Regions from separate parts of the Rattus norvegicus genome. Here region 2 is linked to region 1. A link is a contact called in public Hi-C data. All regions are on one chromosome and are shown on one strand. Each heading gives the region's core, a stretch centred on a gene start, on an enhancer-like site or on the middle of the called end of the contact. The rest is flanking DNA. Distances are from core to core; before and after follow the strand shown.

The links. Hi-C and Micro-C count contacts between places; a contact is called where the count stands out from the background.
Region 2: a Hi-C map of Schwann cells shows a contact between it and region 1, with 8 times the contacts expected there. The contact joins two enhancer-like sites. A contact is called at or near these places in 12 of 12 Hi-C or Micro-C datasets (the A7r5 cell line, the Rat2 cell line, Schwann cells and 7 more) and 1 of 1 datasets of contacts at active chromatin or transcription factors (oligodendrocytes).

Annotation. Positions count from the first base shown.
Region 1 is chr3:84,821,928-84,825,911 of GRCr8, forward strand. LOC102553121 (a long non-coding RNA gene) reads left to right here. Exons shown (of 3, transcript XR_005502266.2): 2 at 136-206. Among named protein-coding and RNA genes, the nearest start is that of Neurod1, 53 kb to the left of the region's middle. Within about 2 kb of position 2,609, at least 11 of the 93 cell types and tissues checked have an H3K27ac peak or open chromatin away from gene starts, as enhancers often do. A contact at or near this core is called in Schwann cells, where this site is marked.
Region 2 is chr3:85,096,048-85,100,130 of GRCr8, forward strand. The region is part of intron 4 of Ppp1r1c (protein phosphatase 1, regulatory (inhibitor) subunit 1C); the gene reads left to right. Among named protein-coding and RNA genes, the nearest start is that of Ppp1r1c, 74 kb to the left of the region's middle. Within about 2 kb of position 2,749, at least 1 of the 93 cell types and tissues checked has an H3K27ac peak or open chromatin away from gene starts, as enhancers often do. A contact at or near this core is called in Schwann cells, where this site is marked.

The DNA.
Region 1 (3,984 bases), core at 1,359-3,858:
TTAGAATTATCAGGTTTTAGTTCATATAGCATTATCATTAACTTTGCAATAATGCCCTTTAAATGCATGTGATCTTAGAAATGATTTCTAAAACTTCTCATCTAATAAAAAATCGTTTTAAATTTTTATCCACAGAGAAACTGCCTTTCAAGCTTAAATTTGCCTCCTTCCTATTGTCTCATTGATGAATCGTGAGAACTGTTGAGGTAAACAGTGCTCGACCAAGAAGATGGTCCACCAATCCACCGATCTTTCTTCTAAAGCTCCCTAAGAAAGTTAAAAAGGGACTAACATAGAAAACTTTGAAACTGTGGAAGGAAAGAAAGTAAAGGTTTCATTAATAGACACTGTATCATTTCCAGAAATTTCCTCTCAAAAGAAACAAGAAGTAAGCACTACCCACTGAGTAGAGGTTTGCCCGCCTCAGGTTCACTGGTGTGATCTGCACACTTCATGGTTACATAATCTGTTTCTTCCTCAAAACAAACCAGTGTTACTATTGCTGCTTTGCAAAGAGCTAAGAGACTCCTGGTGTTGAAGAGGCTACAGGTTGTTCGGAGTCTGGGAAGAGCCCTCTCAATCAATTGACACATGCCAGTATGAAAAATAAATGTATATTCTCTAGTCAGCTTCTCCTAACGGCTTTACAAGATCAATTTTCCAAAATATTAGGGTAGAATAGGACAGTATGTTTGGATAGGCAAAGGATAAAAAGAAATTCTAAGAAAGCCAGATAAATTTAAAATGTATGTAAAATTTACAGTGATAATTTAAGTGAAAATGTTGATTAGTTTCTAAACATCAGTAAGGCCACTGAGTTGAGCTACCCCACTCTTCCTCCCTTTCTCCCTTCCCTTACTCATTTAAAACTATGCACAGTAGGCTCTCCACACAAGAGACAAGGATTTAGTGGAGCAAGAGAGAATCTTCTGGTGTCTCATACTATTGCCGTTTCTACACCAACACCAATGTATATCAACTCTAGCATTGGCTTTTCATTGACAGGAAAGTCTGCACAAGGATTTAGCGTAGAATATTAGAATAGAAATATCTGTATGAGTAAGGAAACAGAGATTCAGAAAAATAAAATTCCTTATTATAACCTCACAGCCAGGCAGTACAAACAGAAAGTGAATCCAACTTGTTGGGAGTTCACACTATTTTATGATTTTGCTCCTCAAAGACCTTGGAAAATCTTTGGGGTACAACCAGAGTAACACTCTCAATTCCCCAAGCTCGCACATAGTAAGTACACACTAAGGTAGAGGACACAACAGGTTAGAATAGTGATGTACATTTATATTAATATCCACTGAGGTATGAATGACCCAACTACACTGTTACACAACTTAAGGCAGAAGCGTTGTAAGCCCTGGATGTTACAGTTTCAATAATGACTTTACTGAGTTAAAGACAGGAAAGAAGATGTATCTTTCTATGATGACTATGAGTTTATCCTGTGACTACAGGTTTGTAGTTCTGAATACATACAGTTTATGCTTTTGGTTATTATTGTTACCATTTGAAAGCTCCTGGCTATAGTTATTTAGTATCATCAACTCAGTGAAAGCTTTCAAGTTTCTATTCCAAACTTTGTAAAACATGTTTTTATTATTAAAGTGCTGTAACAATTATTTTAGTGTCTTAAATATTTGAAGATAGGAACATAATTTATGATAGTTACATTAAATAATTCCAGCATTTGCGAGATTTGAGGCAGGTGGATGGAGACCTTGAGGTCAGCCCGGGTTCCATAGTGAAATGCTCTCTTTAATTAGAAGGTATTAATGTGAAATCCAGAACCTATAGACAATAGAGTGAATGAGGACACAGCAGACAGTACTGAGTGCCTGTTCCACTAAAGCTTGAGTAGAATGAATGGTCTAACTACTTATCTGCTTAATTTCCTGCTAAGCCAGACATGATCACATCAATTTCCTTTATGAGCAAATGTTACACAATTACAACATTGAGGGGGAGAGAAGTAATTTTGAACTCTAAACAACAGGACCATGAATTGATTGAGTCAACACAACTAGAAGGAACAACTCCTACCCTAGTTGGAAAGTTTAGTTGTAAGGAATGAGTGCAGCATTTGCCACACTGTGGAAGAGGCCTTGCCGATTGCAAAAGAAAGGAAACTAAATCACTTTTTAAATTAATCACACTTTGAAACTTGTCATTATTGTTTGTACGTATTTGTTATGAGAGTGGGAATTTCTACTACCCAAGAAGAGAATGTGAACTTTGATTTTTTTTAAGTGTTCACACACAAAAGGGTTGGTTGGCTCTCAGCCACAAATAAATGTAAAAGTTGTCCCTATGGCACAAGAACTCCCATAGCCAGGGGAAACAATGAGATTAACTGCTGAGTTCTTTCATTCATTTGCTTTCAACAGTCCGTTGCCTTCCCTGATTGCTTCTCTGCATCTCTAGAGAAATTACAGTTCAGATTTGCCTGGATCTGAACTGCACATAAGTGGTTTCACATGCTGTTCTCTGTGATTGGCTTCCCTCCTCCCCATGGCATCTCTAGGTTCCTCTGCGTGGACTCGTGCCCTGTGAGTCATCTCTGCGCCGAGACATTGGTATATCTGGTGAGATTTACGCATCTACTGCATGACTGATGCACATCGGCATCTTTCCAGCACGTCACTGGTGTGGGCAAAGCTCCTCTAACCTTGTACATGTCTCCAGATGCACATTCGCTGCAGCCATTCCAGAATCTCTACCTAAGAACGAATTGCTGTGGCCAAGGGCGGTTGTTCCATAGCCACTTTACAATCACCCCGCTGCAGGCAGAGGGTGAGAGCGTGACTGCTCAACCCTGCCAGCACTTCCCATTTCCCAACCTTTAAAAGTCTTGCCAAAACTGAAGAACAAAAACGGTATTTAATTGTGGCTTAAATTGCATGTTTTTGATCTCCAGTGAGGCTACTTAACTCCCACCCACCACCACCACACACACACAGAGACACACACTTTCCTGTTGGTTACTTGTCTTTTTTCTTGATTTAAAGATTTTCCATAGATGTGCTAGGTTCTAACCCTCTGTTCCACAGTTGTAGCTTTTGCCAGTGTGCTACTGTTTCTCCCTCTTTTGTGGCATATATTGTGAATGAGCACATTTTTGGCTTTGCTTTTCATTTTCCCTTGTGGTACTCAGGATCCAATCCAGGCTGACATGAGAGCCAGTCGGGACTCCACTACTGGGCTTCTTTCTCAGCTCCCATGAGACCCTTGCCATTTTGTTGTATCCACCACTCCTTCGTGATGTGTGTTATTTCTTTCTTGTCTTAAGAAAGCTCTCTTTATCTGAAGGACTAAAGATTATCTTTATCTTAAGATTAAATTTTCATCTTTAAGGCTTTAATCCACTTGGAGTTGATTTCTTGGTATGATGCAAAGAAGAAATTGGGTTTTTGGTTGTTGTTGTTTTTTTTTTTTTTAAGTTTATCGGGATAATAATCTCTTTTCTACAAGAAATCTTTTTTAAAAATTTATCAGGATGATAATTTCTTTTCTACAATGCATCTTCTTGATAGTCTAAGAACAACTATAGGGAGATATATTAGAATAAATCTTTCATTGATAGGCAGATTGAAGAGAGGGGGACTCCTCTAAAGGAAACAATGTCTTTGATGAATAATTTACCCTCTCCCTATTATTTTGTAATGGCAGGTTGATCACATGTGGGACAGTCTTGTTCATATTGCTTCTGAATATTGTACACTGTGGCAGCATTTACTTGTTAAAATTGAATATATGCTGTATACCAGGTAGCATCTCACACCCTGACAAGACAGCAGTGAACAAGAAGTCTTTTTTTGTGTGTGTGCAGTTTACATTGTAGACAGATACGTGCTCTAAAGGATTGTTAAGTTGCTATAAAGAAAGTAAGGTAGTGACAGGGAACAGGTACAGTGATGGGAGTGAGGTAGCAGACATTGCTGCCTTAGGGCATGGCTCCTCACTGGTACATTT
Region 2 (4,083 bases), core at 1,499-3,998, 270 kb after region 1:
AACTGAGAATAGGTCCCCTATTGAAGGAATCAGAGAAAGAACTGGAAGAGCTTGAAGGGGCTCGAGACCCCATATGTACAACAATGCCAAGCAACCAGAGCTTCCAGGGACTAAGCCACTATCTAAAGACTATACATGGACTGACCCTGGACTCTGACCTCATAGGTAGCAATGAATATCCTAGTAAGAGCACCAGTGGAAGGGTAATCCCTGGGTCCTGCTAAGACTGAATCCCCCAGTGAACTAGACTGGTGGGGGGAGGGCGGCAATGGGGGGAGGGTTGGGAGGGGAACAGCCATAAGGAAGGGGAGGGGGGAGGGGGATGTTTGCCCGGATACCGGGAAAGGGAATAACACTCAAAATGTATATAAGAAATACTCAAGTTAATAAAAAAAAAAGATGTGGCTGTGTTTATCACACACACACACACACACACACACACACACACACACATGCACCCACGCACGCACGCACACACACACACACACACACATGCACACACACACACTTTGGGGTCTAGGCAAATATGTGCGTGATCTTATGCCCGCTAATTCTTTTGACAGGAGGGTGCAGTCCATCATAGTACAGAGTTACACGAAGTAGCTTTGCAGAATGCATAAAGCATTTGTGCAGACACACATAGAATCTGCATGCTTCTATCAGTGGGATACTCAGGACAAAAAACATCTATTGGATTAGAGATTCTGGGGCTCCCGATCACATGACAGGGATCATGAATGGAAGAGGGTGAAAGAAGATTAATTCTAATATACAACTAAAAGTGGTTCGTACCTTTCCCTTTTCTGTCCCTCTCTCGATTCCAGTAAATAAAGCTACCTTGTCATATATTTATAACATATATTCGTGTGTGTGTGTGTGTGTGTGTGTGTGCGTGAGTGTGTGTGTGTGTGTGTGTGTGTGTGTGTAACATATTATAACTAGTAAAGCTTCTGGATACCATATGTATGTACATGCATATATTATATATTATAGCATTACTAATGGAGAAGCTTTCACTTAACAGTTGTTATATGTCTCATGTGCGTGCTAACATGCTAAACCATACCAAAAACACTGCAAAACTTTATATCCTATATAAAGCCATACCCATTCATTATGGATACAAATGTCTCTATATCGTTTTTATCCTTCTGACCAATCCTTATCCTACATGCTAAGCTACTGGTGTCAAGGATGGAGAAGCCATGTGCATCAAAAAGGCAAGTAGATGTCAACGTCTAACTACATTCAAATGTACACTTTCATATACCATTCTGGAAACACCTCCCCTTCCCTTGGAGAAATTATAACAAAACTACTGCTCTAACCAGGCAGACACCCATACTTACCTCTGAACAGAGTTGGGCATTCTCTTTGCTCGGTTTTCCTCAAGTGCACACAAAAATTTCCTACCTCAATCAATAGAATCTGGTAAACAAATTATGAATTCTCACTTTCTCCATGAAAAGAACAGAGGCATACTTCGAAAGCAGCAGGTGGGCACACGCATGGGAAACAAGGACTATTCAGCATTTCAAGGACAGAACGGAGAAGTGAGCAGGAGGGATACAGTCAGGTAGTGGAGTTCTCACAGCGTTTAAGTGGATTTCAGAGTGTATCTGACAGAACCACGGGTCATTCGCCATCTCTAAAACATACCTGTGTGTACCTGGCATCAAGTCACCTTTGGAAGTTAACCTGAAGGACACAAAGGATCAAGTTTGCCAAATTACATCTTGCTTTGGTAACAGAGCCTTAGTTATGGGGAAGGTCTGTTTGTAAGCCCAGTTCCACATTCCCTCCCTTTTCTGACTCAGGAAAGAAGGGATTGAGTGGTTGCTGAATTATTCTAGCAATAGAAATAACATTTTAAGATTGAAAGGGATATTTTTGTAAAAGCACTGTCAGGCATTGAAGGCCACAGCGATATCACCAGAGAATTCTCTAATCAACTGCCACCTACTGGGAGAAAAGCCATTCTGTCCTGTATAGCTGGAGACCACAGCTGACAATGTCTTATGGGGCAAAGATGAGGCTTCTGAAAAGTGCAGCACACCATTGAGTCTGGTAGCACCCATAGAAAGCCACAATGCTTAGTTGAATAACGTTAACATAGGAAGACTGAGCATATTTATTTGTGAAGACAGTCACAAACATACCTTGAAAATCGGTTCTCTTGGTACAGGATGAGAGTATAATTCATTTTGAAGGGACCTTATTTGGTCTAAGAATCTATTGCAAAGGCCCAGGCATTTGGAACACTAAGATCTCCTGGATTTTTTTCCTGTTATTGAAGTACAAAAAAATCAAAATTGTGGAAGAAAGAAAGGATGTTCATATTTTTAAATATTCACAGTGTCTTGATGTGAGACAGAGGCAACGGAATGATTAACAGAAATTTTCTTTCAACCTGGGTTTATTTTTGCAAGATTTCTGTTACCCACATCTGTCCCCCTACACATAAACACACACTTTCCAGGAGAGTAATGAGTTCTAATGACACTGCCTGTAACAGTAAGACGTGGGCAGTTGTGAGTTCTTTCCTCCTGAAAGTGCTCATCATTATTTTATGCATCGTCAGCCTTCAACTGCACTCTGAATCTAAAACAAAACAAAAAAACAAAAAAAGGCATTAGGGTGCCAAAGATACTTTCTTCTACAAGATAATTAAATTCTGGTGTAATCCGCCTTAGGCAAAGTGGGGGATACATTGTGTTTTGCTGCCACCAGTTTATCACCCAGAAACAATCCCTCAAGAATTCACTGTGTACAATGTTTCTTCTGTCTACGGCTACTGTTTGCTCTGACTACAGGACAGAACCAAGTGCCAGTATATTCTGAAATTCAGGAACTGGGACTTTATTTCCCAAGAGTACAAGACTCCATAACATGACACAAGGGGAATGTTTAAGACAGAGGACAGGGGAGAAAGCTGATCACATAGCATGCGTGTTTGGTCTTTGCTGTCCACTGTATTTTAGTTTCTGGTCAAATGAAAGTGTGTTGATACATACATACATACATACATACATACATACATACATACATACATACTCTTTCTCTCTCTCTTTCTCTCTCTCTTTTTCTCTCTCTTTCTCTCTCTCTTACACACACACATACACACACACACACACTAATACATAAAATATTTTAAAATAGACATTCAAGGACTAATTTTTTTAAGTTTTGAGTTATGAACGAGATAGCTTTTTTATGTTGTTGAGAGCCACTAATAACGTTTTTTAAAGAAAATATCAGCTCACAGCTTGTATTTACCTGAGTGTCAACAGTTTTCCCTCGATTTGTGACAGCTCTCAACACATTGATTACATAATGTGTTTGCTTGCTTTTCACTCTCACATTTCAATTTGATCTTCCGAGTTATTTTATTCTACTGGTTCCTATGGCACTCCCTCTTGCTTCTTCCTTCATAAAATCTGATCCACTTTTTTATTTATATTTTAAATATATTTCCCAGATATATATGAATCCACAAGCCCAGTTGAATTTACATTTTTTACATTGGTATAATTAGAAAATTTTCAGTTTACAATCTTTCTGTAGTCACTGTGTGTGTGTGTGTATGTGTGTGTGCGTGCGTGCATGTGTACATGTGTTTGAAGTATGTATATGAGCACAGTGATATCCCTGGTCAGAAAACAACTTTGAGGAGTCAGTTCTTTCCTTCCAACACAGGTTCTGGTATTGAACTTGGGATGTTAGACTTACCAACAATTACCCCTAAGATTTTCCTCATACTTCATGAGCACATGGGATAAGAGATATTGTCACTGAAATGTGACTTGGTACAACTTTGTGGGAAAAGGTACAAATGTACTATCTCTTGCTTCTAGATTTTATCTTATTTTATCTTTAATCTGTTATAAACATAGAGTGGGGGGTATTCATCAAAAATGATAAAATATTAAGTGAAAAAGTCTAATTTTATAACTATTCTTGTCTGTTATATGAAAATAGATATGTGAAGAAAATAAAGTAAAATATTCACAATAGTCACTGGTATAAGACACTGCCTTTCAGATAGAAACTGAAGAATTGGAACAATAAATCTTTATATAAACT